Regions from separate parts of the Sus scrofa genome. Here region 2 is linked to region 1. A link is a contact called in public HiChIP or PLAC-seq data. All regions are on one chromosome and are shown on one strand. The core of a region is the stretch at or near the end of the contact, and the rest is flanking DNA. Distances in the headings are between cores, read along the strand shown. Region 1 has its middle 170 kb from the start of RASSF10. Region 2 overlaps LOC110259298 (a long non-coding RNA gene).

What was found. HiChIP or PLAC-seq counts read pairs in DNA pulled down with a chosen protein or histone mark.
Region 2: a contact with region 1 is called in an H3K27ac HiChIP or PLAC-seq map of skeletal muscle. The contact joins two enhancer-like sites. A contact is called at or near these places in 8 of 47 Hi-C or Micro-C datasets (alveolar macrophages, embryonic fibroblasts, mesenteric adipose tissue and 4 more) and 1 of 2 datasets of contacts at active chromatin or transcription factors (skeletal muscle).

What each region holds. Positions count from the first base shown.
Region 1 is chr2:46,163,479-46,168,082 of Sscrofa11.1, reverse strand. No RefSeq gene overlaps it. Among named protein-coding and RNA genes, the nearest start is that of RASSF10, 170 kb to the left of the region's middle. Within about 2 kb of position 3,177, at least 4 of the 83 cell types and tissues checked have an H3K27ac peak or open chromatin away from gene starts, as enhancers often do. A contact at or near this core is called in skeletal muscle, where this site is marked.
Region 2 is chr2:46,388,448-46,392,738 of Sscrofa11.1, reverse strand. All of the region lies in intron 1 of LOC110259298 (a long non-coding RNA gene), which reads right to left. Among named protein-coding and RNA genes, the nearest start is that of RASSF10, 50 kb to the right of the region's middle. Within about 2 kb of position 2,473, at least 3 of the 83 cell types and tissues checked have an H3K27ac peak or open chromatin away from gene starts, as enhancers often do. A contact at or near this core is called in skeletal muscle, where this site is marked.

The DNA.
Region 1 (4,604 bases), core at 1,928-4,427:
TGGAACCAGTGTTTCTTAGACATGCCCACAAGACCCAACACCATGAATGTTGAACCTCCATGTCTTCAAATGAAACTAAGGTTAATTTTTAGCCTATAGCTACAAATTCAATGGGTCCAATTTACAGGGCGATTTCCTAGTCCTGTATGACAGGGCTATAATAATGCAGCTACTGCATTTTCGGGGTAAATAATTCCACTTAGAATAGAATAGTAGACTGGGGGCTATTTGGCTGTACAAAACATTTTGACTTTGATTTGAGAGTCAGGACATCTGGGAGTTCCGATCATGGCACAGTGGAAATGAATCTGACTAGGAACCATGAGGTTGCAGGTTCAATCCCTGGCCTCGCTCTGTGGGTTAAGGATCTGGCTTTGCCGTGAGCTGTGGTGTAGGTCGCGGATGTGGCTCAGATCTGGCGTGGCTGTGGCTGTGGCGTAGGCCAGCAGCAACAGCTCTGATTCCACCCGTAGCCTAGGAACCTCCATATGCCGTGGATGCAGTCCTAAAAAAAAGGACAAAAAGAGAGTCAGGACATCTGGGTTCTAAACCTGTCCCTGTCGATAACTACATATGTGAATTTGGGCAGGTTACTTCACCTTAGTCTCATTCATTCTTCATCCATGAAATGGGAACAAGAAAGTGTATACAAAGGCTTTTGCCGAGTGCCTGACACATAGGAGGTATTCAAGAACTCCTTTTTGGTGTACCTCTACTCCTTACTTTTCTCTCTGTGAGACTCAGTTTCATCATCTACAAAATCAGAATAGATCAGTGGTTCTCAAAGTCTGTGATGAGTGGCATCAGCATCCCTTGGGAACTTGTTAGAAAAGTCTTGGGCCCCACTCCAAACCTACTGAATCAGAAACTCTAGGGATGGGGCCCAGAAATCTGTGTTTCAACAAGCGATGTTATCCAAACCCCAAATGGTCCCCAGTGATCCTCACTTCCTGGAATTCACATCCTTGTACAGTCTTGTCCCACCTTGAACCAGAATTGGTCTCTCTGATGACTAAAATATGTCAGAAGTGATGAAATGTCTCTTCCAAGATGATCTTACAAAATACACTATGGCTTCTCTCTTGGTTATTCTCTTGATCTCTCTTGGATCACCGGCTTTAGAAAAGTCAGCTGCCAGGTTTTTAGGACATTCAGACATTTTATGGAGGGACCCACCTGGTGAAGTAAAGAGACCTCACCCCCAGCCATACACGTCTTTTTAGAAGCAGATCATCCAGCCCCAATCAAGTCTTCAGATGACTGCAGCCCCAACCTTGATTACAGTCTCATCAGAGACCTTGAGCCAGAACCACTCTACTAAGCTACTCCTGGATTCCTGACCCACAGAAACTGCATGCAATACTAAATTTTGTTATTCTAAGCTGCTAATTTTGGAGTCATTTGTTATGTAGCCATAGATAACTAATGCACAAGCCCTTTAGGCGATTCTGATGCGTACTTAAGTTTGAGTACCGCAGGGCTGGATGATTCCTAAGCTTCTTTCCAGCTCAAAAATTTAGGAATTCTGTGGTCAATATTAGGAATTAAAAACCACCAAGAAATATCTCCCTATTCTTGTGCCAAACAAAAGGACATTGATCTCTGTGTCACTTGTTTTGGGCCTGACCATTAAAATTCAAGGAAAACTTGGCCAAGCTAGACAAATTCCAGAGAAGGGCAGCTGAGAGAAGTTGTAGCCTAGAGCCACCTCCTTCCCGTGGATCCTAAGACAAACAGGACTCCATTGTTGGGAAAACTCAGAGATGCCAAAGTCTACAAAATCGTAGGGCACATGGTCAGGACTGTGGACTTGTTATTCAAGTTCAGGAAAAGCAGAGCCAGCAACAGCAAATGTAGTGGAAAGGGCTCAGACTCCAGGGTCAGACAGACTGGGTGCTACTCCCTAGGAGCCACTCACTTGGAGAAAACTCAATCATCTCTTTGAGTCTCTGCTTCTTCATCCAGAGAATAGGGAATAAGGCTCTTTGCTTGGTAGCCCAAAGATAAGAATTCACACTGATCTGTTTAAAGAAACTGTGGCAAAGCAGATTTTGAAAAAAAGTGATAAGTACCATTGGAAATGAATGCAAGAAAGGGTGGCCTTTTGGGGAGTATCAATTTATAGAAGGCGTCTGAGCTTTCGTAGTATTGGAGGTAGCCTAAGCTGAACCCCCAACTAGAGACAATGTGTGTTTAAATGAATTGGTGAGTTAGTTTATTATTGGCTATGAGGCAAATGACAGATGTTTGAATACTATCATGTGCCCTAGAGGTTGACACTGCAGAGGCTGAACATCCCAGCCTCAGGTACACCATCCACCTTCCCACCGCCTACCCCCATCATGAACAGAATCCTTTAGGAAGGGACCACCAGAGGGAGGTGCAGGGGAATTGCAAGGTTTTTAATGGCCCATTGGGTGGGGTGATGGCACATCAAAAACAAGGGATTTGTTCGTGACACAGGGGAAATGAATCCAACTACGAACCATGAGGTTGCGGGTTCAAACCCTGGCCTCGCTCAGTGGGTTGAGGATCTGGCATCGCCGTGAGCTGTGGTGTAGGTCGCAGACATGACTCAGATCCTGCATTGCTGTGGCTGTGGTGTAGGCTGGCAGCTGTAGCTCCAATTTGACCCCTAGCCTGGGAACTTCCATATGCCACAGGTGTGGCCCTCAAAAAAAGAAAAAAAACAAGGGATGAACTTGCTGCTTTAGGCTGGCATGGGTTCAGCAGTTTCTGGATAGAAGCTTTCCCCTTCCCCTAAGCTTGGTTTGAAACTAAAGAATAACTCCTCTTGCAAACTTCGCCCAGGTTATTGGCAGCCATTTTTCCCTGAGTACAAATTCCATCTTGGACATTACAAGTATACTAAAAATAATCTGTACAAAGTTACAAACAACCCCCTTCCCTTCAGAAACTATTAAAATTTAAATAGGTAATCACTCCAGAAGACAGATAACTCATCCCACCTTCCATTGTGCTCCCTGCCTCACAGCTGTCTGCCGACATGCCTTAGCTGTTTTCTACCACACGCTATTGTTTGGGAAAATATTCTCATCTGGTTACACGACTGTTGAAACTTGCCTATAAAACGATGAGCCATTTGCAGCAGTGCCACAGCCGAGGGAATTAGTCGCTATTAAAAATCTTCAAACCAGGGCGTTGCCAAGGCGCCGCCGACATCTGGGGAAGCTGCCTGCAGGGCTTTGGCTCCCTAACAAAGACTCTGAGAGATGGCAGGATCTCAGTGGGGTTTCTAAATCACAGACAGACAGACAATTTGAAGCAAGCAGTTGCTTGGAGACCTCTCCAACCCCCTTAGTGAGTAAAACGTGCTGGGTTTTCGAATCTTTTCATTTCCAAGAGCCAGATGTGCCCTGACGTGTGCAGGGAAAGTAGAGAATCTTCAAGACAGGACCAAGGCGAGAAGGAAAGTAAAGAAAAGCATGTCCATGACCCACTTTTCACTTTCTCCACTATGGGCAGCTGTTCCTAAACCCCGCACACTTATCCAAATAGCAAATAATACCCAAACTAGCATGTTCCTGCTTGTAACTAAAAGTTGTAAATGGCTGTAAAGTCAGCCGTGTGTAAATGGTGGAGTGACATGTGTGTGACACATCCCAGCAAGACATGCCCACACTTTTAATTTTTGTCAAGTCTGGATTAGCCTGACAGAGGGGATCATAGGCATAAATAATGCAACCAGCCTAGGACCTGAAGTCTCTCCTGTTTCAGTTTGGGCAGTATCTGAGCACAAGTCCTCAGCAGCAGGTTTTTCTCTCCTGCTAGTGTTAAGTTAGTCTGCATTCTCGGATTCCACCTAGTCAGCTATGCAGGTGGTGGGAGTGGAGCCACTGGGGTGAAAGGAGGGGAGAGCCGACCTTTTCTGGAAGCTTCCCAGACTTGTCTCTCAAGTGGCATTCACACTTTTATTGGTATTCCTTCTAAGAGATTTTGAAAAACCATGTACCTATTTGTACATTTTTAGGGTGACAGCTAGACTATTTCATCATTAAAGAGCCGTAAATGATGTGATTTGATACATTGTAAATATTCATTAAAAAAATTAAGCCGACATACAATTGCCTTACATGTATCCAGTGGTATGTAGATATCATTAACCTTAGTTCCCATAATGACCCATTTAAAGAAATGCAAATCTTTGGAGTTCCCTTTGTGGCTCAGCAATTAAGGAACCTGACCAGGATCCATGAGGATGCGGGTTCGATCTCTGACCTCCCTCAGTGGGTTAAGGATCCGGTACTGCCGTGAGCTGTGGTATAGTTTGCAGATTCGGCTCAGATCTGAAATTGCTGTGGCTGTGGTGTAGGCCAGCAGCTGTAGCTCTGATTCAACCCCTAGCCTGGAAACCTCCATATGCCAAGGGTATGGCCCTAAAATAGCCAAAAAAAAAAAAAAAAAAAAAGCAAATCTTCAGTTGTCTAATATCTAACATTGTGGTTTCTTCTTCTTGAATTTGAATTCCATTTCTTTTCACTTCATATTTTAGCCTAATATATGGTTTTAGTCTATATATATATTTTTTTTACTGATTACTCAATATCCTTTCTGCTTCAAAACTAAGTATACAGATGAAAGAT
Region 2 (4,291 bases), core at 1,224-3,723, 230 kb before region 1:
CAGAAAACAGAAGATCAAGAAAGTCAAAAATTGCTTTTTTGGAAATAACAAAGTCTATCAACTAATAAGACTGATAAAAGAGGAAGAGAGAGGAGTTCCCATCATGGCACAGCAGAAACAAATGTGACTAGGAACCATGAGGTTGAGGGTTCAGTCCCTGCCCTTGCTCAGTGGGTTAAGGATCCAGCATTGCCATGAGCGGTGGTGTAGATAAAGGATGTGGCTTGGATCTGATGTGGCTGTGGCTGTGGCCAGCAGCTGTAGCTCTGATTGGACCCCTAGCCTGGGAACCTCTATATGCTGTGGGTGTGGCTCTAAAAAAGAAAAAAAAAAATGAACCAACTAAACAGTAACAGAAATGAAAATAGAGGTATCGCTATAGACCCTACAGATATTAATGACAGTGTAATAAAGTAGTTAATAAAGATATACTGCTATAAACTCTATGCCAATCAATTGCCAAGGGATAAATTCTTAGAAAACTATAATAAAATTGCCTCATAAAGTAGAAAAGTTGATTAGTCTTACAACCATTAAAGAAGATGAAACAGTAGTTCCCAATATTTTTTTTTCTTTTTTCTTTTTTTTGTCTTTTTGCCTTTTCTAGGGCCACTCCCAAGGCATATGGTGGTTCCCAGGCTAGGAGTCTAATTGGAGCTGTAGCCGCTAGCCCATGCCAGAGCCACAGTAATGCCAGATCCAAGCCATGTCTGTGACCTAGACCACAGCTCACCACAACACCAGATCCTTAACCCACCGAGCAAGAACAGGGATCGAACTCGCAACCTCATGGTTCCTAGTCAGATTCGTTAACCACTGAGCCACAACGGGAACTCCCCCCAATATTTCTTTATACTACATTTTTTTCTGTTCAGGAACATGTATGATTTCTGTGACTGATAGCAATATTTATTATAAAACCCTAGTAAATAGATCTGTGTGGTAATAGTGTAGAATTAGACAAACTAACCAATAGAGTAGAATAGGGAGATCAGAAAAAGGCCCAAGCACATAGAAAACAGGACAGGGATGGCCCTGCAAGTTCATGGGGTAAGTCTTTTTCAGACTCTTCTGTCTTTAACTGAAACACTCTGTGTCTGTTTTGTGTTTGTGTGGTCAGGGGTCAGCCAGGAATGTGGACAGATAGAATTTGAAGATCCTCTCTCTGGCCTTTCCCTTCCAGGAATCCATCTCCTTCCTTTGGGCAGCTGTAGTTGCCCTGGACTCAATCTTTTTTCGTGGACCAGAAAGATGGCTGCTTTTCCACCAGCCCCACCACGAGCCTGCACAACACACCCTGTGCCTGCCCCACTGGGGCCAAAAACAAATGGGGAGCTCACTCCCTAGCCTTATCTCTCCATACATGAACTTCCTACCCAAATTCACTTGCTTCTGGTCCCTTCCCAGTGTTCCCAGTGTTTCTAGTGCTTCCATTTTTGTTCATGTCCATCCCATAAAATAATATTCAGTCATTCCCATAAGCAGAAGTCTAGCTGTAATATTTTAGGAGCAAGTAAAATTACGTATGTATGTATGTATGTATTTGGTCTCTTTAGGGCTGTACCTGCGGCACATGGAGGTTCCCAGGCTAGGGGTCAAATTGGAGCTGTAGCTGCTGGCCTCACACCACAGCCACAGCAACACCAGATCCAAGCCGCATCTGTGCCCTGCACCACAGCTCATGGCAGCGCTGGATCCTTAACCTACTGAGCAAGGCCAGGGATCGAACCTGCATTCTCATGGATACTAGTGGGGTTTGTTAACCACTGAGCCACGACGGGACCTCTGGGGCAAGTAGAATATAAAGATCCTTCTTTCTCTGCAGGTTCTGAGCCCGTGCAAAGTTTTCCCAACCCTACTGTGAAGTCAATATGACATTTAGTGGCTTGGTAAAGAAAGTTTGGACTGATTTTAATCAGTTACATCTAGATTTGGGGCTTCCTAGGTGTGAAGGTGAGGATGTGGCCAGTGGTTATATGTTTGAATAATTGATTTTTAAGAAATGGTTACTGGAAAACAACAGCAACTAGTACCTAGCAGACTTCACTCTCCTCAGGAAGAGACAGGAAAGAAAGATGAAGTGAGGGATAGGGATGGGGAAGGAAAGGAAGAGGATGGAGGAGAAGGGAGAAAAAGGAGAAGCTTGGAGTGATCAGAAGGATCCAAGTTGAGGAGAAGGGAGAAGGGGCTGGTGTGGGCCAAAGATGCTCCGGGAAGAGGAAGCAAGACAGCCTAGAGTGAGGAAGTCAGGGATAGAAAGAGGATGAGAGAATAGCAGGAAATGTGGTTTGTAAAGTGGTCCAGCTTGGGAAAGACCTTTTTATGTCTTGGGGCAGAATTTCTATTTTATCTAACAGATGCTAACGATATGCAGTCCTCTGAGTTTGTAACCATCAAGGGAGCCTCTGCCCCAGGCCTTGTCCGTGCTCAGATCCATTCCTGGCCTTTTCCTTTAAACTGCAACCGGATCTGTTGTCTTATCCAGCAGCTGCCCTTCAGCTGGAGTGTGGCCAAAGGAAGTTCCTGGTAGGAGGGGAGGAAGGGAGAAGCTGGTGGGTGCAGTGCTTCCCTTCTTTCCCTTTTAGGTGGTGCCTCCAGCAGCGGCTATATTTACTTCATGGGTCCAGCTCCTGCGTGAGGAACCCACAAGGGCTCCAGCTTGCATTGGTGATCCGGCTGGGGATCTGGGACCACCACCTCACCCCTTTGCTCCGTCATCCTAAAAGTGGCAGTGACTTTTCTGTTCCTGCTCTTCTTGGAGTTTAGCTTTTCAGCACCCACCCCCACCCCGACCAGCTTCCTGCTTATTGTAAATACTGAAGTGGGTTCTGTTTTCCTAGTTAGTCCCCCACTAACACTAGTTAGGGGAGCACTTTCTCTCCTCTACCCTGGTTTCCATAGAGAAGGGCTTTTCTCTGATCACTCTTGACATCTTGCTCTACTCTTTACTTCCACCCATGGAAGCACATACAAAAATGATCTGTTTAGTGGGTGACAGCAGTTGGTCCACATGCTCGTTTGGGTGGATCTCTCCTGGTGGAATTGGAGAGTGAATTTTTTTTTTTTTTATTTTTTGTCTTTTTAGGGCCACACCTGTGGCATATGGAGGTTCCCAGGTTAGGGGTAAAATTAGAGCTGTAGCTGCCAGCTTATGCCACAGCCACAGCACCATGGGATCCGAGCCACGTCTGTAACCTACATCCCAGCTCACGGCTGGATCCTTGCACTGAGTGAGGTCAGGGGTCAAACCTAAGTCCTCATGGATGCTAGTCGGGTTCGCTAACCACTGAGCCACAATGGGAACTCCTGGAGAGTGAATTTTAGCACAGGTTTTGGTCTACCTTCCAGTAGAACCTAATAAATAAAGTCGATTAAAAAAAAAAAAAAACTCTTTAATTCCTAAGTCTGAATTGGCTCCCAAGGCCAATTCAGGTATGCTAATTTTTTTTTTTTTTTAAAGCTTCATCAAACTCTAAGAGTAGGCAGGAGGAGATAAGATTTGTGCTACAGCTATATTCTAGCCAAGAGAAACTTACCCCCCCACCACCACCACTACCCGAGTCTGGCTTATTAGGGGAGACCCTTTCCCCACCTTCTCTCCCCAAACATGTTCCACTAAATTTCAGTTCCTTAGAAAACTATGAAGACTATGACATAGACCCAGAAGTTCCAGGTCGGAAGCAGGTAATAACAAGGCATGCCAGCTGTATGGGCATATCACACATGGAAATGCACAGGGCCCTGTCCTCCAAAGGTTTAATACCTTGTTGTCCTCATCTTGACACTCTTAATTCTTTGACAAGATGACTTGCATTTTTCGCTGAACCCCTCAAATTATGTAGCCATTCTAGGTACTTATACCTCCCCACCCCTCCCCCGTGCCTCTTGTGGTGCACCTTTTGGAAGGGTTGAACAAGTCCTGGGCGTTCCAGTCTTCTTGGGATTTTGAGGCTGGCAGCACTGCCAAAAGCTTCTCGAGAGTTTTCCAGATAGACAGCAGAGGGCAGCAAACTGCCACTTAAGGGCTTCTCGCCCAGGAGGACTAGGGTTTGAAGCCAACTTTCCTGAATGTTTATGGGCAACAGGGCTGTGTGTGCTGTCAATTGTTTGTCTGCTTGTTTTTATCACTGAAAACCAGAAACTGTATGCCCTTGAGCCCCACCTCATTGGCTCCTCCTGTAAAGGCTGTCTGTACTGAGTGAGAGATGCTCCTTCTACCTTGAAAGCACAAGCCCAGTGGCTGGGTGAGCAGTGCCCTGTGCCATGCTGCTCCTGCTAAGGCCAGACCTGC